Regions from separate parts of the Mus musculus genome. Here all the other regions are linked to region 1. The links are chromatin contacts, called in public HiChIP or PLAC-seq and promoter capture Hi-C maps. All regions are on one chromosome and are shown on one strand. The core of a region is the stretch at or near the end of the contact, and the rest is flanking DNA. Distances in the headings are between cores, read along the strand shown. Region 1 holds the start of Nfia (nuclear factor I/A). Region 2 has its middle 10 kb from the start of Gm34053. Region 3 holds the start of L1td1 (LINE-1 type transposase domain containing 1). Region 4 overlaps Patj (PATJ, crumbs cell polarity complex component). Region 5 has its middle 120 kb from the start of Gm27521. Region 6 overlaps Patj (PATJ, crumbs cell polarity complex component). Region 7 overlaps Patj (PATJ, crumbs cell polarity complex component).

Evidence for each region. Promoter capture Hi-C pulls out the DNA fragments that hold promoters and counts their contacts. HiChIP or PLAC-seq counts read pairs in DNA pulled down with a chosen protein or histone mark.
Region 2: a contact with region 1 is called in an H3K27ac HiChIP or PLAC-seq map of stem cell-derived neural progenitor cells, with 6 times the contacts expected there. The contact joins the enhancer-like site here to the promoter of Nfia in region 1. A contact is called at or near these places in 1 of 39 promoter capture datasets (cranial neural crest) and 6 of 115 datasets of contacts at active chromatin or transcription factors (embryonic forebrain, embryonic hindbrain, embryonic limb bud and 3 more).
Region 3: a promoter capture Hi-C map of embryonic stem cells shows a contact between it and region 1, with 3 times the contacts expected there. The contact joins the promoter of L1td1 here to the promoter of Nfia in region 1. A contact is called at or near these places in 5 of 39 promoter capture datasets (the HPC-7 cell line, cranial neural crest, embryonic stem cells and 2 more), 2 of 484 Hi-C or Micro-C datasets (both in embryonic stem cells) and 9 of 115 datasets of contacts at active chromatin or transcription factors (embryonic forebrain, embryonic midbrain, embryonic stem cells and 2 more).
Region 4: a contact with region 1 is called in an H3K27ac HiChIP or PLAC-seq map of extraembryonic endoderm stem cells, with 6 times the contacts expected there. The contact joins the enhancer-like site here to the promoter of Nfia in region 1. A contact is called at or near these places in 8 of 39 promoter capture datasets (the 3T3-L1 cell line, 3T3-L1-derived adipocytes, cranial neural crest and 5 more), 10 of 115 datasets of contacts at active chromatin or transcription factors (astrocytes, craniofacial prominence, embryonic forebrain and 7 more) and 1 of 9 other capture datasets (embryonic stem cells).
Region 5: a contact with region 1 is called in an H3K4me3 HiChIP or PLAC-seq map of neural progenitor cells, with 25 read pairs. The contact joins the enhancer-like site here to the promoter of Nfia in region 1. A contact is called at or near these places in 5 of 39 promoter capture datasets (frontonasal cranial neural crest, hippocampal neurons, liver and 2 more), 2 of 484 Hi-C or Micro-C datasets (cerebellar granule neurons and stem cell-derived neural stem cells), 8 of 115 datasets of contacts at active chromatin or transcription factors (embryonic forebrain, embryonic hindbrain, embryonic limb bud and 5 more) and 1 of 9 other capture datasets (embryonic stem cells).
Region 6: an H3K4me3 HiChIP or PLAC-seq map of embryonic limb bud shows a contact between it and region 1, with 5 times the contacts expected there. The contact joins the enhancer-like site here to the promoter of Nfia in region 1. A contact is called at or near these places in 2 of 39 promoter capture datasets (3T3-L1-derived adipocytes and liver) and 5 of 115 datasets of contacts at active chromatin or transcription factors (embryonic limb bud, embryonic stem cells, forebrain and 2 more).
Region 7: a contact with region 1 is called in an H3K27ac HiChIP or PLAC-seq map of double positive thymocytes, with 8 times the contacts expected there. The contact joins the enhancer-like site here to the promoter of Nfia in region 1. A contact is called at or near these places in 15 of 39 promoter capture datasets (the 3T3-L1 cell line, 3T3-L1-derived adipocytes, the C10 cell line and 9 more), 1 of 15 datasets of contacts at CTCF or cohesin (the NIH/3T3 cell line), 17 of 484 Hi-C or Micro-C datasets (the 3T3-L1 cell line, the C2C12 cell line, CD4 T cells and 10 more), 21 of 115 datasets of contacts at active chromatin or transcription factors (the 230-238 cell line, CD4 single positive thymocytes, the NIH/3T3 cell line and 17 more) and 3 of 9 other capture datasets (embryonic stem cells, liver and macrophages).

The regions. Positions count from the first base shown.
Region 1 is chr4:97,775,914-97,779,070 of GRCm38.p6, reverse strand. It overlaps Nfia (nuclear factor I/A), which reads right to left and starts at 1,445. Exons shown (of 11, transcript NM_010905.3): 1 at 1,077-1,445. The coding sequence starts at 1,103. It overlaps Gm38709 (a long non-coding RNA gene), which reads left to right and starts at 1,648. Exons shown (of 5, transcript XR_003955232.1): 1 at 1,648-2,042; 2 at 2,848-2,945.
Region 2 is chr4:96,796,123-96,799,279 of GRCm38.p6, reverse strand. No RefSeq gene overlaps it. Among named protein-coding and RNA genes, the nearest start is that of Gm34053, 10 kb to the right of the region's middle. Within about 2 kb of position 1,584, at least 16 of the 459 cell types and tissues checked have an H3K27ac peak or open chromatin away from gene starts, as enhancers often do. A contact at or near this core is called in neural progenitor cells and stem cell-derived neural progenitor cells, where this site is marked.
Region 3 is chr4:98,725,114-98,728,270 of GRCm38.p6, reverse strand. It overlaps L1td1 (LINE-1 type transposase domain containing 1), which reads right to left and starts at 1,517. Exons shown (of 5, transcript NM_001081202.1): 1 at 1,431-1,517; 2 at 801-876.
Region 4 is chr4:98,692,111-98,695,267 of GRCm38.p6, reverse strand. The region is part of intron 42 of Patj (PATJ, crumbs cell polarity complex component); the gene reads right to left. Among named protein-coding and RNA genes, the nearest start is that of Gm35137, 5.5 kb to the left of the region's middle. Within about 2 kb of position 1,592, at least 21 of the 459 cell types and tissues checked have an H3K27ac peak or open chromatin away from gene starts, as enhancers often do. A contact at or near this core is called in extraembryonic endoderm stem cells and trophoblast stem cells, where this site is marked.
Region 5 is chr4:97,035,174-97,038,330 of GRCm38.p6, reverse strand. No RefSeq gene overlaps it. Among named protein-coding and RNA genes, the nearest start is that of Gm27521, 120 kb to the right of the region's middle. Within about 2 kb of position 1,605, at least 11 of the 459 cell types and tissues checked have an H3K27ac peak or open chromatin away from gene starts, as enhancers often do. A contact at or near this core is called in neural progenitor cells and stem cell-derived neural progenitor cells, where this site is marked.
Region 6 is chr4:98,507,059-98,510,215 of GRCm38.p6, reverse strand. The region is part of intron 21 of Patj (PATJ, crumbs cell polarity complex component); the gene reads right to left. Among named protein-coding and RNA genes, the nearest start is that of Gm40210, 71 kb to the left of the region's middle. Within about 2 kb of position 1,510, at least 38 of the 459 cell types and tissues checked have an H3K27ac peak or open chromatin away from gene starts, as enhancers often do. A contact at or near this core is called in 3T3-L1-derived adipocytes, embryonic limb bud and liver, where this site is marked.
Region 7 is chr4:98,434,716-98,437,872 of GRCm38.p6, reverse strand. Patj (PATJ, crumbs cell polarity complex component) reads right to left here. Exons shown (of 44, transcript NM_172696.2): 12 at 403-543. Among named protein-coding and RNA genes, the nearest start is that of Patj, 40 kb to the right of the region's middle. Within about 2 kb of position 1,657, at least 153 of the 459 cell types and tissues checked have an H3K27ac peak or open chromatin away from gene starts, as enhancers often do. A contact at or near this core is called in the 230-238 cell line, the C2C12 cell line, CD4 single positive thymocytes and 16 more, where this site is marked.

The DNA.
Region 1 (3,157 bases), core at 196-2,695:
ACTGGCCAGGGTGCAATGTTTTAAAGCCATATAAAGACTCGTACTTAAAGAGAAAAATTAGCGCAAATCACTCTGACTTTATGCCTTTTAGTCAGAGAAAATAAATAATATATTCAAACGGGACCAGATCCGGAGCCGCAAAATAGCAGTGTTTCCTTGCTGCTGGTGCAGACTCGACCGGGAGGGATGGGCTGGGAGGCTCGGGCAGGAGGGGCAGGCGGAGGGGCACCAGGCCCCACGCCGCGAGTGGGGCTGCAGGGAAAGTTGCCGGGTCCTGCTGGCTGAGCCGCCCGGGGCTTGCCTAGGCGGCGGCGGCGGCGGGGCAGCCGACTCGGGCCCTGGCCGCCGCTCGCCCTCGAGCCGGAGTCCCACTCCGCCCGCAGCGGCCCAGCCCGGCCCGACCCGCGGCCTTGGCGGCTCTGTGGCCTCCGCGGCGTGGGCTCGCCAGACCCCGAAACTTTCGCCTGGGGGTCGCGGGCAGGAGGCAAGGACAGCAAGGTCCCGGGCCGGCGCGGGGAGTGCGTCTCCGCAGCCCACGGACTAAGGCTAGCACTGCCCGCCCGCCGCGTCCGAGGGGCGCTGCCCGGGCCGGCCCGCAAAGCTGGCACAAAACAAAAGTAAGAGTTCGGGGCGTCGGCGGGGGGCGCGGCGGCGCGGGAGGACCCCGGCAGCCAGGGCGCCCCGGGTGCAGCCGGCGTGCGGGGCTTGCGGGGCTCAGCCGCCCCTCCCTGGAGCGGAGGAATCGCGGGCACCGCGCTCCGCGCCGCAGCCGCCAGAGTCCAGATTGCAGCGTGTCAGGGGCTGCAGCCGCGGACACACGTGCGGGGCGCCCGCAAGCCCCGGCGGAGCTCCGCAGTCCGGCGCCCCGATATTAATTAACGCATTAATAAGAGGGCGCCATTAGCCATGTGCCCACACAAATGGCCGAGCAGGAGGAATGCACCCGCATGGAAACAAAGTTACTTTCTTAAAGCTGCAGCCCCCCCCCCCGCACACGCGCGCGCACACACAGAAACACGCGCAGACACGGCTCCCGCCGAGGCACACGGCCGCCCCGCGCCCCCGCAGCTGCTTACCTGGGTGAGACAGAGCGGAGAATACATAACTGCCGGGCGGCGGGGGGTGCGTGCACGTCTGTGTGCGGGCTGGAGGTGTGCGTGAGTGTGGGTGCGAGAGGGAGAGAGAGGAGGAGAGAGCTAGGAGGGGGGGAGGAATAAAAAATCAAGCCTGCTTCTTGCGTTCACATTTCCAACTCGGCTCAACTGCAGCAGCCAGCGCTCTTGCCGCTCCACGCGCTGAACTTTAACCCCGCCTAGAGTTTCCCTACACTCCACTATACTGTCTACTGTACGCGGGCGTTAAAGGCATAGCGCACCCTTTCCCGCTCCCGCGCCGGCCGGCCGGGTGCCCGCGAGCTGCCCGCGCGCCCGCCTGCGCCGCGTTCTGCACCGCACCGCACGGCCGCCGCCCGCTCGCGCCGCCGCCGCGGGGGTGTGGGGGTGGGGTGGGGTGGGGGTGGGGGGGCGGGGTGGGGGGGAGCCGGGTGGGGGAGGGGCGGCTGCGGCGCTGACACCGGTCCCCAGCCTGCAGGGCCGCCCGCCCGCCCGCCGCTCGCTCCGCGCTCGCTGCCTCCCGCGGCCCCCCGCCCCCCGCCCCGCTCGGCGCGGTCCCCGGGAACGCGGCGCGGAGCGGTTTTTTCAGCGTGTCCTCCGGGCGGCTATAGGCTGCCACAGGATGTGCTTAAGCAAACAAAACTACTTTTCCTCCTCCCCATCCCCCCACCCGCGCCGCAGCCCTCCGCGGACGTCGGGAGAGGATTGGGGCAACTTTGTCGGGGCGCCCCGCACCCCCGTGGGCCGCGGGTTGGGCTCCCTAGGAACCCCAGAGAAGGGCGCGCGTTACATTTGCATGTATGCAAATTTCTTGTAAAAAATCAGACCTTCTAGGTAACTTTTCCTCCCTTCCTCTGAAATGCGGTAAAGCTCAAAAGCATTGTAATCTCTCCTGCGAAGCTTTCTATGGGAATAGTATCGTCGGGAGAGGTAATATGCACAAAAGCCTGCTAACTTTTCAGCTACGACTCTATAGCAGTCAGAATCTGGGGGTGGGGGGGATAGGAAGATCACCCCAAAGATTCCCCAGATTGCGGGGGAGGAGGTGTCTGGAGAAAGCAAGGAGGAGAGTCATGAGCGAACGCTCTTCTCTCCCAGAACCCAGGAGCTGGTGGGTTTAAACACAAACGCCCAAAAAAGTTCTGTCACGTCAGAAACAACAGTGGTTTAGCTGGGACATTTTTCTGTATACTGAGAAGGAAAACTGTGAAAGGGTTGCCCCCTTAGGAAAGAGATATGTTTGTATCCCCAAATGGGAGCCCAGGACTAACATCTGAGTCCCTGTTCCCCAGACACACTCTTCAAGGGTGCGTCTTTGTGGATCCCAACTTTTCCCTTCCCCAGGTAATAGTTCTCAAGATGGAAAAGAGCTTCCTGCAATTATTTTAGGTTTGCTAAAGTATTGTTTTGGCAGAAGGGGGGGGGGTGGTTTTAGGGTTTGGCACATTGCCAACAAGCCTGCTCTTCCAGCTTTCTTTTTCTTCTGTCCTTCCCTCCTTCCTTCCCTCTTTCTTTTCTTTCTTTCTTTCTCTCTTTCTTTCTCTCTTTCTTTCTTTCTTTCTTTCTTTCTTCCTTAAAAAAAAAAAAACTCAACACTTTCTCTCTAGACTCTCTTTTCTTCTAGAGGGGGAAAAAGTATACCTGTCTCCTCCAAACTCTCATTTTCTCCTCCTCCTCTCCCTCCTGAAGTTTTGCAGCCTTCTGTATTTACCTACCCTTCTTTAAAACTCCCCAGATTCCGACGCTGGCACACAGACTGGGAATCCGCTCCCTGGTGGAGATGACAGGACTAGAGTCTGCAGGCATGCCCACCCGACAGAAGAAAGTGAGGGGGTATGATCACTTTCATTCAGATTTTTTTTTCTAGGTGGGTAAGCCTGCTACTAGAAAAGGCCAAATATAATGTTCTGCTGAGACAGCCGGCAGTCTAAAGTTTGTTTGTTCTCTAGTCCGTTTAGGGCTAATGCTCAAGAATCCATTCTTCTCCCCCTGATTCCCACCCCCTGCTCTTGAATATTCTTGGAATCCATATTATTCCGATTACA
Region 2 (3,157 bases), core at 335-2,834, 980 kb after region 1:
ACTTCAAGATTCAAAAACTGAAACAAAAATTTTTGTTTATGCCACATGGTTTGTGGAACATTGCTAGGGCATCCCTGTTAATATAATATAAACAAATGTTAAATGGTACATGAAATGTGTATTTGGAATTAAGCACCTGATATCTTATTAAAGAGTTTGTGATGTGATGTTATCTGAATCTCCAATGCAAAGAGACAAAACTTGGAGGAAAATGAAAACTAAATGCTCCATCTAGGTGTCTATATTCATTCATGGACATATATTAATATTTATATGTAATATATCAAATATTCATACCTATATGTATGCATATGTATACATAAGGAAATATACAAGAATACTTATATGCAGTAATATACACAATGCACTTAGACTGAAGCCAAGTCGAGTTCAAATTTAGGCTCTGCAATGTACCAACAGGATAGCCTAGGTAAGATCCCCATTTTTCCAAGATCACTTGACTTAAGTTTATGATAAAATAGAAAATAATCAATTATGACAGTCAATGAAGCCATATACAATGCATTAAAGGGGCAACAGTTTTTGTCTTTAGCCTATACTTGTTTGTCACATTGTGGAGAAAAACTGTCCCACTCTCATATCCTTTTCTACCCACGGCATAGTCATAGTCCCCCAGCGGGAGAGAGCACTTAATGCTTATAAGGATATGTGGTATGATAAGGATATGTGGCATTGACTGTCCATATAAGAGAATCTACAATCACATTACAGATAAACTGATGGACATTTCTATGAGGGAGTTTCTAGTGTCAGCTATTTGAGATGAGAGGCTAGACATCTGCACTGAATAACAAGGCAAAACACCACTATGACCTGCATTCACATCTCTTTCCAGGCTGCTGATGAAATGGGGCCATCTGCCTCAACTCTTGTGGCCATGACACTATGTGTATCATAGAAGATACTATCCTCAAACTGATAGCCAAAATAAAACCTTTCTTCTTCCCTTAAGTTGCTTCAGTTTGGCTTTTTTTTTTTCACAGTAACATGAAAAGTAATATCCATATTGAACACATATCTGACCTTGTCTGGACGAGGGGACAATGGCACAATCTTAAAGAAAACACCTACCTTTGGTATTTTATTCTGCAAATTCTTGCTTCTCTGAGCTAAGAAGCTGTTCACTAAAACCAAATCTCAAAGAAGTCTGTTCTTTAGACTTGACCATACCCCTGGCATGAACTCAGTTTTAGGAAGATCAGAAATGTGATCTTTATTATTTATTGAGCAGGGACCAAGACATTGGTGGTATTAAAGAGCAAAGTCCAATCACTCAAGTGAATACAGAAATTATCTTAGGGAGTCTGATTGTCCTAGCAAGAATAATAGGGTTGTTAAGTGGGTCTCCTGCCTGGGAGATGCCAAGGGCACTAAGCACCAAAGAAAAAGAAACACTCAGTCACATGTGCTGGGCACACAAATAGAAAAGGTCTGTTATGCAGAAGCTACATGAGTCCCCATAGAAACATTGGCCCTCAGCCAACACAGCAATACTCAGTGAGAGTCCTTTGATCAGTATTTGAAATACTACAACAAATGCTTCACACTTCTGCATGCTAGTTCCTAGGTGCTAGGAATTCTAAATGGCCTGCAGTCCTCTGGACAGTCCATTAAAATGAAGAATGCCAGTACTGTCTTAACGGAAATAAAAAGGACTCACCCAGACAACAGAGACAACTATGCATCTTTATTTCCTTCTTTACCCAGTTTCTGAGGGCTTTCTTAGCAGAACCTTAATGAGAATTGATGCATCTGATAGTAAAGACATTTCATCTTATATATCCCAAAATATCCCACTGTGTATCTGGCTCATTCTCACCAAGATATCACTTCTCTAATTTTGTAGATTTTATTTTTCTCTCTTGAGAATATCAAGAAAAAAATCTTGAGGATAGTACTGTCTTGCCAGTCTCAGATGAGCAGGCTATCAAGGAGAATATTAGTTACCTCTTAAGGATGCTGTTGTCCAAAGAGCTTAAAGTACATCTCTCTTGGGAGATGACCATAGAGCTGCCTTTCTTTTGACCTTCAGAGCATGGAAGCCACACTAGGGTTCATGCCAATGTAGACGATCTCCCATCACTTCTCTGTTGAGTGACAATCACCTGCTGTCTAAGCAAGTGTTTCATGTGTTACTGTATTTCACAGACTCGGACATATTTTCCATAATTACTCCCCAGCAATATATAGAGTAGGGTGCCTGAGACTGAGATTTTAAATAAACAATTTTTTCTTACTTTAGCTTTAGTCCCAGTCATACAAAGCAACTTTGTTCTTTTCCTTCTGCAACTTTTCTCCACCCACGGAGGAAAAAAAATAAACCCTCTTCTGAATTAATACCCTAAGTGTTACATGTCAGTTTAGTTCTGAAGGTATATGTAAATCTCAGGTTATAATCACACTCTAATCGCCTCTTCCACTTCTTCTGAACTAGACAAGGTATATTTTCTTTGCATGTACTAGCAACTGGCAGAATACATGTATATATGTATGTTATGTATGCACATATACATACATACATACACATGTGTGTGTGTGTGTGTGTGTGTTAAATAGGTGAAAAAAGGGAATGAAGAAGGTAGGCATAGAGCATGGGCATAGTTCATGGAACTCTGTTTCAACTGGGCTATGCACACCCCATCTTCTAAGCATGCACTCAATAACCAAACTCCTTTACCTGCCTGCATTCTACACACATACCCCTTTTCTAACAATTCACCTAATAACCTTGTGCCCTACCTCCACTAGGCTATAAGTGCACTCATCTCTGAAAAATATAATAGGCTTTTTGGCTTTTTCTCCCCTACTAAAATTCAAACTTAGACAGTTTCTTCTCCAATATATTCCCAATGCATCCAAAGCCAACCAGCCTGAACTGATTTTAGGTAAATGTATAGTAAGACAAAACTGAGTCTTCATGTGAACTTTTAAGGGGACCCCTGCAGGAGTTTGCTCTGATGCTGCTTGTATATAAATGCTAAATTTTGTACCTTAAGATCTGGTTGCCCCCATTGAGGAGATCCTCAAGCACACCAAGTGATGCTAAGTAACATTGCTCCCCAAATTAAGTGGCGTTAAAGCCTATGATTAGACAATAAAAAGAGGTAGGCAAGTTTTCAGTTACCTGGCTTGGGTT
Region 3 (3,157 bases), core at 268-2,767, 950 kb before region 1:
GAAAATGCAGTGAGATAATAAACATTTGAAAAGAGGACAGACAATTGACAAGAGGAGCTAGGCAAAGGCCAAGGAAATGCAAATCCAAGAAGGCACTCCTCCTTCTCCCAGAGTCAGGAAGTCACGTCCTTCCCCCCACCCCCACCCCCCAGGCGTGAGTTGGTGGCGCACTGCTAAAATATCCGCTGTTTCCAAAGGTAGAGACGACGAGGAAGCACCCCGCCACTAAACTATTTAAAATGCAAATCAAGCTGCGGTGGAATGTGGTCTCAGCAGTTGGCTCAGTTATGCACCTTACCAGAAAGCTTAGGGATAAGCATCAGACTATATAGGATATTGGATGGGAAGAGAAAAAAAAGCTCACATACTTGTTCAACGTTTTGAGACAGGGTTTCACTAAAACAGTTCAAGAGAGCATTCAATGGTGCCTTTTTGCCTCAGACCTCAAAGGACCTATGTTTGTGCTTATTTTTTTATTTACCTGTCTACTTGAGTCGGGGTCTCTATATGGCCCTTGCTGTCCTGGACTTCAGTATGTAGTACAGGCTGGCATCGAACTCAAGTGATGCACCTACCTCGGTCTCCTAGCACTAGGTTCAAGGCCCGACTCATTTTATGCTTCAAACTCGGGGATTTAAACGATTCTAGGGGGGGGGGGGTCAACGCTCTCAAACATCCCGACACTAGGTTAAGAACCCTCCCTAAATTACACGCAACACCCACTCTCACTTCAATCCAAGACACTTGTCACATTCCAGAGGGACCTTCTCCGTGCCCTGCGAGCACACTCTGCAGCTTACCCAAATCTGCGCCTTCCCCAGGAAGGAACCAGCTCTCCTCAGGTCGGGATTGGTCTGTCCACGCGTTTCACAGCGCCTGGAATTAAGTGCGTAGCCCAGAAGTCAAGTTATGACTTACGTAGAAACCCACACGCCTATGACCAGTAAACGTTCTCAAATGTGCTTAAATAGTATCTGCAAGTTATCAACAAGGACACTGGGGTGGGCGTAAGGAGAAGGCGGCAAAAAGGGATCGAACACCCCGGATCCAAATTCAAGGTGGCAAAGAGAGGGCCCGAGGACGGTGGCTTCTGCCCTGTGTGTCAGGATTCAACAGACACCTTTAATGCCCGGTTTTCTAGCAAACTTTGTTAAGAAACTGATGGAAACTCCTTCCCAGTCAAAGACAGAGGAAAGCGTTTGAGGGTGGAGGCTGGGAAGGGGCTGAAAGCCGGGGTCCCCCAGGCTCTTAGCAGCCGCTCTAGCTCACCTCCGCCTTCGCGCAGCTGCCGCCCCGCTGTCTCATTGTCCCCCACTGTCACGGCACTCTCCGGGTGCAGGAGCAATTCTCACTGCCCACCCCAGGGCCGGCCAGGCAGAGCAGGGTGAGAAACACGGGGACATCTGGGGCTTAACCCTGAGCAGCCTTACCTGAGAGCCACGAGGTGCAGCCCTGAGGTCACACACGCTGACAAAAGCAGGGCTGGGCGTCTGACCGCAGGAGAGACTCGCTGGGTCTCATGCAGACTCCTCCCTTCCCTAGGCGAAGTTTGCAGGTTTCTAGGCCCAACCCCCTCGCCACCCGCTTCCTTAGCCCCCTCCCAAAACTCAGTGGGGGCCTGAGCCCGCAAGGCGTGGTGGCCCACGCCCAGAAGCCATACTCGCTAGGAGCCAGTTAGGGCGCAAATCAAAAAATGAAATAAAATAAAAATCGCCCAAACGCTGCTCTCTGGCCTCACGCTAGCCAGCACCCCTGTCCTGACTTCAGGGACAGAACCTCGGTGTCACGCCTTTCTTGAAGCCAGTTGATGATGTAGCCGACCTTCCGACACCTCTCAGAACCTTTCTCACTCTCCAGGGCCTTTGCACTAGCTTTCTCTATGTAACTTCTTTTCCCAGGTCTTGTTTTGAGAAAAATCTTCTCAACTTGTAATTCTACATGTAGCTAACTCCAAACTCCTTATCTTTTGGCCTCCACCTCCCTAGATAGTGGAGTGAGCCGAGTTGGGGGGGGGGGGCGGGCTCGAGGAGGGGCGAGGGGATTGTGCTAGGGACAAACCTTGTGTTTGCAAGGTTTTCCAACTGAATTGCACCACCAATCCGTACTTTCGCACTTCTTTCAAAGCTGACTTTGTTCCATCCCTAGGTCTCAGGTCAAAGATTAACTCCTCCGGGGATGGTGGCAGCACCTATAGACCTCCAGCTACCCTGAAGGCAGGAGTACCCCTTTGTGCATAGCAACTGGGGTTCCTTTGGGCATTGTAGTGAGACTTCTCTTTAAAAACAAAACCAAAGATCTTTAAGTGGCCTCATTTAAAGTTCGTGTAAGTGAACTATCTTTCTTTCTTTCTTTCTTTCTTTCTTTCTTTCTTTCTTTCTTTCTTTCTTTCTTTCTTTCTTTCTTTCTTTCTTTCTTTCAAGTACACCATAGCTGTGTTCAGACACACACCAGAAGAGGGCATCTGATCTCATTACAGATTTTTGTGAGCCACCATGTGGTTGCTGGGATTTGAACTTAGAAACTCTGGAAGAGCAGGCAGTGCTCTTAACCGCTGAGTCATCTCTCCAGCCCATAAGTGAACTTTTAACTGTCCTAAAGAAGACACACTGTCTCCAACCACAAAGCTCTTTGATAGTCCTCTGTCCTCCTTACCCCCACCTAGTGGAGATAATGCCTTGCTACTCAGCCCAAGCTCTCCTTACACTTCCTGTGTAGCTGAGATTGACCTCAGACTCCAGGCCGTTTTAGCCAACCACGAGCTGGGATTGAGGCTGCACCCTAGGCTTTGTTTCATTCACCCGGTTCCTAATTCCCAATGATCAGGAGCCAAATGTGTTCAATTGCTGCATTCCCTTTTCATGTCTTCCCATTCCCCACTTCCTCCTGGAACGTAATTCCAAACGGGCAGGACTTTCTTTCTCACTCACAGCTTCCTTCACTTCACGGGTACCCAGGATTATGACTGGCATGTGCTACAGCCTCTTGTCAAATGAAGAAATAAGGGAGTCTACCCCTCCTGCTACGGCAGACCAGATGGTCCTGCTAAATGTGTGCCATGTTTTCTGCAGGATTAAGAAGGTTGGTGCTAGCCAGACAGTGGTGTTGCACGCCTTTAATCCCAGCACTTGGGAGGCAGAGGCAGGTGGATTTCTGAGTT
Region 4 (3,157 bases), core at 343-2,842, 920 kb before region 1:
AATCTAAGGGAAGCTCTGGCAAATAGAGACCTGACTGGGCCGCCAAGGCTGCGAATTCTCAAGCCGGCTGACATGGTGGTGGCTCATGTCTATATTCCAAGCACTTAGGAAATTGAGGCAGGAGAATTGCTGTGGGTTCAAGACCAGTCTGCAATATCTGATAAATTTTAGGATAGCCAGAACTACATAGTAAAATGTTTTCTTAGCTCCTTCCAAAAACAACAACAAAAACCCCAAACCAAAATGAACCCAAAACAAACAAAAAAGACCCACCAAAATCCAATCAACCAACAATAACAACAACAACAAAAAACAAAAAGAAAAAAAAAACACCACCACAACAAGAAACCCCTCTTTTTTTCCTCCCATGTATGTTTCCTAGTTTTGAAAGCCAATACTGGGCTGCACATGGTGGCACAGGCCGAACAGGCCTTTAATCTCAGCATTTAGGAGGCAGAGGCAGGAGGACCTCAGAGTCAGAGGCCAGCCTGGTCTATATAGTGAGTTACAATACAGCCAGGACTTCATTGAGAGAACCTGTTTCCCCAACTCCTCTCCACAAAAAGTAAAAATTGGGGCTGGTTAGGCAGCTCAGTGAATGAAGGTTGCCACCAACTCTGACCACCTGAGTTCAATCCCTGGGACTGACTATTAATGACTGCTCTAAGCTGTCCTCTGACCACCACGCATGCACGCATAGACGGACCAAATAGATGGCTAAGTAAGAATCGCCAGTCAGCACTTTAAAGTCTGCTCCTCCATCCTTCCTTCTCTCTGACAAATTCTTTAGCAATTTCTCTCAGTATTTGTTTCCATATTCCTAAATAGCATAATTTTACTTCTATTTGTTGTTTAGCTAAATTAATTAATTGGGTTTTGAAACCAGGTGGACAGACTATGCAGCCTGGGTTGGCCTGGAGCTCTACAGTCCAGGCTGGTTTGTGATCAGTCTCCTAAGCAAGCTGCTACTCCTCGCTGATAAACTTTTAAATGACCTAGTCTTATCCGTGGGTGGCCAACAAAAGCTGTAACTCAGCTGATCTTTCCACGGAAGCATCCTGGCCACCCACGTCTCGGACGTGGTGTTTGGCTGTATCTGTTTAATCTGTGAGAGAAGGGAAGGCTCAAGCTGCTGCTGCTGAAAGCAGGGACTTAACAAGGGCCCGTGGATGTGCAGAGGAACTGTGGCAAGCTTGTCATGACGTCTTCATTTTCCAGCGTCTCCTCTGCTACCTTCAACTTTGGGTCAGATTCCTGTTTAACTCTGTACAGTAGACATGTTAATCATTTAAGGATGTTCCTCTGGCAACCTCCCCCTTCAAGGCTGAAGGCACCAGAGAAGAATAGCAAAGGTATTTTTTTCAAGATTTGCAGGAGACATAATCAACACACCCCTGACAATCCCCTGCTCCAGAACGGCACCTCCAAGTCTCCAGTCAATGCTCTAAGCCTGATGTCATCTTGACAAACGCCACGTTGCCCTCCTGATTTCTTTCTGTGTCATTCTCTCCTTGGAGTCCATAGAGATAAGCATCCTGTGCAGCAGATCAGAACTGCCCCTGGCAGGCAGGGGCGATTGCCTCATCCTGATAAGACTCTGTATGACCAGTGCTCGGACAATGATCAACCAGACGGACCTGGCCTGACTGTGGCTGTGAGCTATAGTCCCCTCCATGGGGGGTGGGGTGGGGGAGGGTGAGAGTAGGGGTGATCTGAGGACATCCTTTCCTTCTGTCTTTCCAGAGCAGCCAGACTGAAAACAAGTTTTTCCCTATTGGTCACTTATCTCATTCTCTACACATGAGGCAAGTGGTCGCCCATGGTTCTGTAGGAATCCCCTGCACTAGGTTTCCTTAGCTTATGTTAGAGGTTGAGGGTAGCCTGGGCTACACAGCAGGAACTTGTCCCCAAACAACAACAACAACTGAAAACAAAAACAAAACAAAACAAAAACAAAACAAAACAAACAAAAAAACCTCCTAAAGGTCAATGACTTAATTTTTGCCTAAATGCTACTCTTACTAAGCCTGCTACTTCCTGTATGTTAATGTTTCCTTGATTATGGTGTAAATTTATTTCCCAGAGTATATAGCTAGTACTTTTTTTGTTTGTTTGTTTTGTTTTTCGAGACAGGGTTTCTCTGTATAGCCCTGGCTGTCCTGGAACTCACTTTGTAGACCAGGCCGGCCTCGAACTCAGAAATCCGCCTGCCTCTGCCTCCCGAGTGCTGGGATTAAAGGTGTGTGCCACCACGCCCAGCTTTTTTTTAATGTTTTTATTAGATCAGCTTTACAATTTTTAGTTCACCGCAAACTTCCAGGGCAGTTAGGCATATTAGATACTCACTCACCACCTCATTTCCTCTGTTTCATTTTATTACTATTGTTTACATTAGCGTGTGTAAGTCAGGGGACAACTTTCAAGTGTCAGTACTCTCCTTCTACTAAGGGATCTGGGCTGGAACGTGTGTTGTCAGGTTTGCATGGCAAGTACTCTATCCACTGAGCAACCCTCCCTGTTTTCTCCTTCTTAGTTCAGAGCCGGTTTTCTCAATGTGCCCTTCCCCCTGCTCCACTTGATGGGCTTTGTGCCCACTGCCCAGGATTTTCACATTGTCCAGCGCGACAGCATCTTAAGTAATTCTCTCAGAAAACTGATTTCAAAAAAAGGCCAGTGGCACTCAAATGCCTTGCTCTTTATAGCACTTTTTAGCAAGTGCTTTTCTCTTAAAAATGTAAAGCCTAGGTGGGCACTACTCTTTTATTATTTAATATGTGCACTGATGAATAGGTTTTTAAATTTCTTTAATCCCCCTCCCCAACTCTCCCCCTCTCTCAAGTGTTTCTGTTTACAACTTCTACTGTTTAGACATTAGATTTCTTGGTTTAACCTCTTGGTCCCCTTGCTCTCTTCACTCACAGGGCGAGGAGTACTCTTCAGGTGAGCCAATGTCCCGCTCCTTCTCTACGCTCTCTTAATAACCCTTCTACCACTGCAGCCTCTTCTTTTAGTTCAACAAGCTCTGGAGGGCGCCCTGAAGAACTACTTCATAAAGAGACTCTTAATCATTATCTCTTTGACTTAAAGATTTTCTTCTGATCTCCAAACTTGTTCTTAGGCTTTGCAATCCCTCTCTCTCATTTTGATTTATTTAGTC
Region 5 (3,157 bases), core at 356-2,855, 740 kb after region 1:
TGGTTATTAGATATGTGGTAGCCTACTACTGTCATAAGGACAAATCTAATGTGTAGCCATCTTCTTTCTGGCTCCTGAGCAGATAATAAACAAAGCCTGGGATCCAGATAGCAGCCAAAGAAAATTCCAAGCCACACAGTCTTGCCAGCATGGCTGTGCCATAACTGTGAGTCTCTGGCACCTGGTTACCTTGATCTGTCACAGGCTCAAGAGAATGTGTCATACCCCCATTCCCACTCCTTTAGCAAGGTTCAATGTCTTTGTCCAGCCTCAGCTTGTAAATAAAGTAAGAGAAACTCAGATTTACTGGCATTCGTAGCTGCTCACAGTTCAAGAGTTCTGGAAGGTCTTCTTTCCAGAACTTTGGTTTCTATGGGATGAGTGTCGTCCTGGCTGGTTTTTGGCTCATATCTAAGTGCTGGATCATCTCCATTCATCATTTCTGGGCTGGACAAGATTCTCTTGTCTGAGCTGTGGATGTCCCCTGCTGGAAATGGCTGTTCACTGCAGCTGAGGGAATTGGTACAATTGTGGCAGCTGTGGATGCACTTATGTGTGTCAGGACATCCTCCCTGGCTGATTACATGATTCCCACCAGGAACACAGTCAGAAAACTCACTCTGTGACCCTGCTCTTACACTCCTGCTTTATTGGCAATTTCACCTTCTAAGTTATGATAACCACTCCTTATAAAGCACGGTATGTGTTAATATGACAAGCTCTCAACATTTGTTTCTAAAATCCATAATCTTGTTGCATACAGAATGGATTATCTTATTTAAACTGTCACATATTAATAAATTCTGAGTGGAATTACAGAATTTTATATTGTAAGAGTTCAGGCCTTGAGAATAGGTGGCCCCCATTAGTGTAACTTGCACAGGATATTTGTTTTACTTGTCTTCTTGTCCACAGGGTGCCTCTCCTGATACAGAGAATACACAAAACCACTTGGCTGTGGTTTTTCATCCTCAGGTGCAATTTTTTTCTGCTCTTCATCTTTCATTCTATATGTGCTCATTTGCAGCATTCGTGCCAGTGGGCTTTGCTTTGTTCTGCTTTCTATGTATCTGATCAAAATCCTCTCCCTTTTCAAAGCCTGCTTTTTTTTTTTTTCATCAGAAAATTTAGGGAGCTTTACTAACTGACTTAATTTTCCTTCCAAATGTAAAGTGCTGCTGTGACAGGCATCCTATGTGAAAGACATTCTGTAGTCCATGTTTCTGGGAAAATTCTCATTGATGAAGGAAACAAAATTCAGTTGTGTACAACTTATAAGATTATAAGAGGTGAGAGTACAGGCTAGTTCTTGGTCTGGACTGTCATTTGGGAGCATACTTTTCAAGACAAAAGCCACTAATCACTTATCCAAGACATCAGAGGATGGGCAAAATCAACCGTCCAGTGTCCAGCTGAATCACAGTTGCTGATTGTTCCAGCCAGTTGGGAGTTTTCACCATGTGATCAGCCCAAAGGCATTTCTTCAGCTGCCAGCACAGAGGCTTGTCGAATCTGCTAAGAAACCAGATGCAGCAAATACATATCCTCTACAGCCTGGCATCTGGGGTTTGTGCCTGCCAGCTGAGGAAAAAAGCCTGGGCTGCATGGAGCTCAGGGTGGAGATGTGGAGATCATAGACAGAAAACAGTGAGATCATCACATGTTTCTCATTGTGCTAGAAAAAAAAAAACCCTATTGTTGGAGAGCATGTGAGAACTTTGTAAGAACCAGATTAAGTATGCCTGGATTACATGATGGAACAATTATATGCTGTGGACTAACACATATTTGTTTTACTGAAAGTCTGTTCCTACTATTTTACTTTTTTCGTATGCAAAAGCGCTTATACAATTGACTCAGTGCAACTGTATTCATCAAGCAATCCATCTTATTCATATATATTTATGTGTACATGATGCATGCACATCATGTATATGTCTTTATTCTTCTTAGCCCATTAGTTTTTCCCAGATAAGAACTTCAATGTTACCTTCTTACTACCATTGTAGACCATAAGTGACTGGGTATTCTGGGTAATACCCTTATTTTGTTTTGTTTAAATCCCTTTCCCATATAAATTATATAAATATTATTCATTAAACTCCATTCCTTTCAATACAGTTAGCCAAATGATTATTGAATACCCACCTATGCAAAATATGGTATGACCATGAGACTGAAGGAGCAAGGAATCCAAGAAGCTTATGACCACATGGATCAAAGCTGAGTGGCCAGAGCCAGTGATGGATAGGTGTCAAGAGCTTCAGGCAGTAAAAAAGAAGCCAAAACAGAGGATTTTTACTTTGTGTGCTATCTGTGGCTAGGGCTCACAGTAATGTGAGAGTGGGGACCTGAAGATGTATTTTTCTTTCTTTCTTTCTCTCTTTCTTTCTTTCTTTCTTTCTTTCTTTCTTTCTTTCTTTCTTTCTTTCTTTCTTTCTCTCTCTCTCTCTCTTTCTTTCTTCCTTTCTTCCTTCATTCCTTCCTTTTTCCTTCCTTCCTTCCTTATTTTCTTTCTTTCTTTCTTTCTTTCTTTCTTTCTTTCTTTCTTTCTTTCTTTTCCTTCCTTCCTTCCTTCCTTCCTTCCTTCCTTCCTTCCTTCCTTTCTTTATTTTTCCTTGGTTTTCAAATATAAAGAATATATAATAAGGGGGGTAACTATGCCACATTATTTAATCAAGATTGTTTAACATTGTATTGTTTTAGAATGGATTTCTATGGCTCTATCTAAACAGCAGTACTGAAGAAAGCCATGCCCAGCCTCTTGTTATTTTCAAAGTAAGGCTTTGGCTTTTTCAGGTCATTTTATAGTATTTGTGTGCACACTGATCATATTATACAGACAGCAGAATATTGTGGCTTTCTCTTAACTAATACCCACCATTCATATGTGAATTCTTCTTAGGTTATTACTATACCTGTCAGCACATGTTACCATATGATTATTGGTTATTAATTATTTAATACCTACATTGTGAAACACATTGCCATGACCAGGAAGCTGACGGGCCAAGGTGTCCTAGAAGCTTATGGTCATGATGAATGGCTCAGCTCCCACAGGCAGTGGGTGCATAGGTATGGGGAGGTGCATTCCATAGAAAAGTAGCTCAGACAGATGGCACATCGTGCTACTTTTCTTTCCTGTATCCTTCCCCAA
Region 6 (3,157 bases), core at 261-2,760, 730 kb before region 1:
CCGTGGCCTGCTCCTGGCCTGCTCCCTGGACTGCCCCGCCCCGTTCCCTGCCTGCCCTCTGGCCCAGTCTGCCCTGCCTGGCTGCCTGTTTGCCCTGCCCCAGTACCCTTACTGTGCTGCAGAGCTCTTCAAAGAAACATCAGTACCCTCCCTCTCCCATCCTGACCTCAGCCAACAGGACTAGGGTCCAAACAGTTTCCCACTCTTCTCCATGCTTGGGCCCACCTCAGGCATGCGGTCTAAGTTCTCTCTCGCTTCACCTGTGCCTCAGCCTCCTGATGCTTTTATCTAATGAAGACCTCTCGATTCCAGACTCTCAGGACTGCTTTGGATACCTGCTCTCTAACCCAACACAGGGAACTCTGGCCCCCTCCTTCCCCTCCTCCAGTTTCCTAGAATGCGTAAGATGGTCCAAAAGACATGTATAAAACATGCTGCCCGTGTCCTCTTTCTGTCTGCTTGATAAAAGAATAAGTAAGGCACACCGAGGAGGCTGTGACCCTTTCTAGAGGCCTGTACCTACAGTAACACCATCTGATTCATCACTACAGTGTATTATATTCAGAGACTCGATATAAACACTCAGCTAGTCTGCCCTCGTGTTTTTAAGAACATGAGGGATTTTACACCAAAGGCCTTCCTCAAGTCTGTGTCTTTATCTTGTTTTAGAGACTTGACTCTCCAGAAAATTGGAACTGACCAGTCAGCCACAAGCAATCTGCTCCATCTTTTCCTGTGACTGCCACCCATGCTTCACTGTGATCAACTAAATGCCTACTAAATGACCACTCCTTTTGCTTCTGGTCTTGACCAGAAACCACAGAAACAGGTCCAATCAAGTGGCAATGTGGCAGAGACACGGTGAATAGAATTATCATGCTCAGCTGCCTTTCCCATCTCCAGTCACTTTCACTGCCAACTGCTGGGCCCCCATCCCTAGGTGCTAGTCAAAGCAGGCCAGACAGCTCCAGGGGTTGCCTGTGCACCTCCACTAAATGCATGGGAAGGCAGAGGGGAGCAGGACCCAAGCAGCGGCTGTAAGCACAACAAAGGATCCACTTGCCAAGCAACTTCCCACAGTCCACTGCTGTGCTGTGCCGTGCAAGTTCACGAAGGTCATTACACCTTCTCCTGCCTGTTGCCCAGGCCTGCTGCCCACTGCCTCCTCTCGGGCCTGTTGCCAGCACACAAATACCCATTTCTTTCCCCTCACAGTGTTTGGCACATACTTTATAGAGCTGTTCACCCTGGGCTCACAGCACCCAACAGCCCATAAAACAAATCATGTCCTGGAGGCCCACGAAGTCGTTAAGCAATGGCTGTAATGGGCACAGGGGTTACGAAAACAGGGAGGTTTAAAAAAATAATAATAAAAAGGCCCCTGGATAAATGGAAGTTAATGCTTACAGAAGAGGAATGGGGAAATTTTTCAAACCTTTATACATAGTGAGGTGTAAGGGAACAGCCTGGAGAAAAAGCAAGAACTCGGTCAGAGAGGACGGTGGTTGCATAACACAGCAAACAGAAACAAAACAAAACCAAGTTTGCTGCTGTGCTGAGCAGGCACACCCAAGCAGGCTGTGGCCTTCCCACCTGACACATACTACTGAGCCCATTAGTGACAAGGCTAACGTAGCCTTAGTGTACAGTGAGGGCTGGACTGAAAATGGGTACACCAACAGAAACCCATCCAGAGTGAGCAGTAAGATAGAAACGGGGTTGTTTCTTCCTGGAATCTTTATCTATTTATTCTTATTTTATGTGTATGATTACACTGTAGCTTCAGAAGAGGGTGTTAGATCCCATTACAGATGGTTGTGAGCCACCATGTGGTTGCTGGGAATTGAACTCGGGACCTCTGGAAGAGCAGTCAGTGCTCTTAACCACTGAGCCATCTCTCCAGCCCTCTTCCTGGAATCTTGGGATGTTCATTTACAAGTTTGTTCTCACACTCTGTGAAATTGAGTATTTAAAGAAACAACATTTTGCTCGTGTGGGTTTTTTTTTTTTTTTTTTTTTTTGCTGTTGTTTCTGTTGGTGATGAAACCACTGTGTGCTTTCCTGCTACTTTGTCACTTCCGACATCATTATTTTAGATTAACCGCCTGTTACACGCAGGCTACCAATAAATGATTTTAAAATTAATTGTTCTATAAACATAAGATGGGTTGTTGCTCATGGGGTGTTCTTGTGAGCTGCAGATTTGAAAGGGATTCCCAAACTCTCAGATCTAGTCTTTGACTTTCCAACTGAGGAAAGAGAGGCTTGGAGAAGCTTAGTAGAAAGGAGCCCAGTCAGTGTTCACATAGGGTCTCTTGTTTGCTAAGCAAAGCTCTCAAGAGGAAAATGAAAATCAGAATTTTATCAACTCAGCACACATGCTGCTGAGATATCTACCAGCCCACATCAGTATCTTCTTAGCTTGGCACGATGAGCAACCAACAAATCTAGGCATGTCTGTCACAGCATTTCCTGATGTGTGCTTATAAATGGTTTCTGACTGAAGACAAGTTCACAACACATGACTTTAACAGCAGTCCCCAAATGATATGTTTAATAAAAACTACCTCCTGCCTTGTAAAGTTGAATGGTGTCCCCCAACTCTTCTCTGAGAATCTATACATGGTTTCTGGGAGAGGGAATGCTATTTTCTTCAGTAATGTAGTCACAAACAAGTTGTTTATGCACCCATAAAGAATGCCCCACCCGTGCTTCTATAAGAAATCCCAATGAATGTCACTCAGTCACTGGTGAAAAGATGACATGAAAGTAGAAAGAGGAAGAGGGTCAACGGAGTGAGAAGGAACAAGGGCGTTAATGGAGGTGAATGCACCCGAAAGACATCATATATCTGATGGGGGAAATCATAATAAAACTCATTCTGTATAATTAATATGTGGTAATAAAACCCAAGATTAATATTAAATGGGACAGAGCCTTTGAAATTAAGACTTAAATCCTGGGGTGGGGGTGGGGGCGTTTTCATGCACAGTTATATGGAAGTATTGCTGGGGAATTTGATTTAGTGATAATGAGCAGAATAGAAGAAGGGCAGAAGGAAGGGAGGGAGGAGGACAAGGTTCCAAGCAGTGCCAAGACACCTATAAAACAACAGCAGTGACCAGGCCAGCGTACTCTGTTCAGTCTTATCATGAAC
Region 7 (3,157 bases), core at 408-2,907, 660 kb before region 1:
AAGATTACATTCAAAATTCCCCAATTAATTTAAATTTGGGGGGTATAGTATGAGGTTGGTGTTAATACTAGGAACTGAACCTAAGATTGGTGGTAGTACTAAGGATTGAACCTAGAGCCTCATTCATACTCTACAATGATAGTACATCCCTAGAAAAATAGCCCATCTGAAATTGCTAATGTGTCTCTACAGGATGAGCACCCATCAGATCTAAACTGCTTTTATATGGGTCGTTGGCTGCTACCTGATTGTTAGAATATTTGTAACTTTACAAAGTTCTTGATATAATATTGCCTTTATTGCATAGGTCTGAGTCTGACTGTGTATGCCACACCATATTAACTACAGAGAAGAAATTGTTAATAAGGTTGAAGTACTCCAAAGTAAAGGCTTTGAGCCTACCTGGTTTTTCTAAGGCTTGTACAGTGTTGTTTTTTAGATTATCCAGTCTTTCTCCAATTTCCTCTGCTTCCACACTCAAATTAGCTTCTGGTTTCGGGGATCCTGCTCGTTCTGGTACTTTAGGTGGTTCTGCAACAGTTTCTGAAATAAAAATTGTGACTTAAATCGCTAGTCCTGTTGGGGGTGGGGCCGCATGCAAATGGGCTGACTTCACTCTCATTCGTCCTTCCCAGGACCTGCTGCGCTGCATGAGATGCCAATACACTAAAGTGTTCTGTGAGGTAGTTAATCACAAAGATAGCTTGACAGTAGTCAAAGAAAGAGGAAGTAGAGAAAATGAAAGTGAAAAGGGTTGAACCACGACAAAACAGAGAGAGATGATTTACTATAGCTTTAGAAAGGAAAAGAAATAAGAAAGCAACAACTGGAAGGCTGTATGTTCTTGCTGATGTGGACAGGTATTAAGCCACATATGCAAATAGGCTGGACCATCAAGCCCGTGTGAACAGCCTAGCTAGCTCAGAGACTGGGGGTGGGAGAACTCCTCTAGGTGCAGAGAGAGCCTTCCCCCGCCCCCTTTCCTTAGCTGAAGCAAGTGAAATTCCGCAAAGTTGCCAGCAAACCACTAAGTGTGTCTTCAACAGAAGAAAGGCTGCACACGTCACACTTTACACAGTTGTTTTTTAATTCAACAGAAGAAAGGCTGCACACGTGACACTTTACAGAGTTGTTTTTTAATTCAACAGAAGAAAGGCTGCACACGTGACACTTTACACAGTTGTTTTTTTAATTCAACAGAAGAAAGGCTGCACACGTGACACTTTACAGAGTTGTTTTTTAATCCCATCATTTGAAAAGAATTTTTAAGATTTTAATATATCATTTTTAATGTGTACAGGTGTTTTTGCTTTCATGCATGTATATACATCAAGTTTGGGACTTTTGACTTCAGAGGACAGAAGAGTGTATCAAATCCCTTAAAACTAGAGTTATGAGTGGTCTCAACGACCGAGTTTCATGGGTGCTTCAAACCGAAGCTGGGTCCTCTGTAAAAGCTGCAAGAGTTTTAATCACTGAGCCATCTCTCCAGCTTTTTGTAAAAGGTGTAACCTGAGAGAAGACAGCCCCCACCTGGGGCCACAAGGTCCAGGTAGGGACGAACCCAAGATAATCACCAGCCTGGCACTACTAGGGCAGACTGGAAGCTAGCCTGAGACAACCACCAGTCCTGTGCCAGAAAGGCTCAGGCAGGCAGACCACACCCAAGATGACCTCAGCCCAGGGCCACACTGCATGGGCAGGGAACAGCATTGCTGAGACAAGCCCAGACCCCGAGACACCCTGGGTGCCACTAAGAGGAGCATGTAAATGGTAGAGAAATGGAAGAGAAAGAGAAGCAGAAGGAGGTGAGCGCGAGGAGACAGAACCAGGAAATCAAGGGTAGTGAGGAAAAGCCTGATAAGAGTAGCCAGTGATGCCACCGAAGATCATGATGACATCCTTGCCTGTGCTACCACTGAGGGCCATGTCTGGGTCCATGGCCCTGCAGCAGCAGGGCTCTGTTTCCAGGTAAATACCCCTGGTCTGGGCTGCCACTCAGTGCCCTGTTGATGACTGAGGCTGTGCAGGACTGGCTGATCCCTCACCTGGGTATCATGGGATAGCTGGCCTTAAGGGATGTGAGGGCAGGTGAACTGATCCCTCCCACCACCCAGAAAGCACGGTAGAGCTGGGAGGAAGAGTTGTGCGTTAGCAGAGCATGAGAGCGGGAGAGAGGGCCCTGGCACTCATCTCTTGTGCGGTGACACTGATGAGGAAAAGATGCCCTCCTTCCCCTACCCCCCTTGCCCCTTGCTCTTACCACCTGCAACAGGCAGGAGAGCTGGCTCTGCCCTTATCAGCTACAGCATTCAGGAGAGCAGACCCTGCCCCTTGCCAGGGCAACACAGGAGAGCTGACACTGACGTTGGGCCAGTGACTCACTGCAATGAACATTTACAAGCAAAGAAGTATGGACAAAAGTGTAGACTGTGGGACACGCTGTGACACACCACAGCTTCCACAGTATGATTTTTTTTTTTCCTTTTCGGGGAGACTGCAAGGGGGGAGGACAGGAACGAGAGGACCAGGAAATGAGCGAGATTGGGGTACAGAATGTGAAATTCACAAAGAACCAATAAAAAGTTTTAAAAACAAAAAGTACAAGGCTGCAAGGAAACATCAAATTCAGGTTGTGGCATTTTAGTGTCAAAGATTAACCCTTAGGAAAAGAAGAAGCAAGCACCGGGCGGGGGTCAGGGGCTCGTCTACGTTCAGAAGCCAGAATCACCACACATGGGATACGTGGTTTAGGAAGGGTTTTATGGGAGGAGTCAAAAGGAATAGGAAAAGAAAATACAAATGACATTTTAGAGCAACTGGGAAACCTATGTGTGATGTGTGTGGGTGTGTCTGTCTGTCTGAGACCATGCACATACGATCTGTGTTGGTGTGCCTGCACACGGAGGCTGGGGAAGGATTTCTTGAGAAACCTGGACCTACGCTGGCAGTCAAGAAACCCCAGCAATGTTCCTGCCTCCGTATCTCGCAATGCTGGTTTACAAGCACAAGTGCAGCCATGCTCAGTTTCTTGCATGGATTTGGGGAATATGCATCAGGTCTTCATGCCTGCCAACAAGCATTCTTACCCTCTAACCCACAGAGTGATCTCCTTGGCACCACCAACTGGGAAATCTTAAATATGTACAAAGTATTC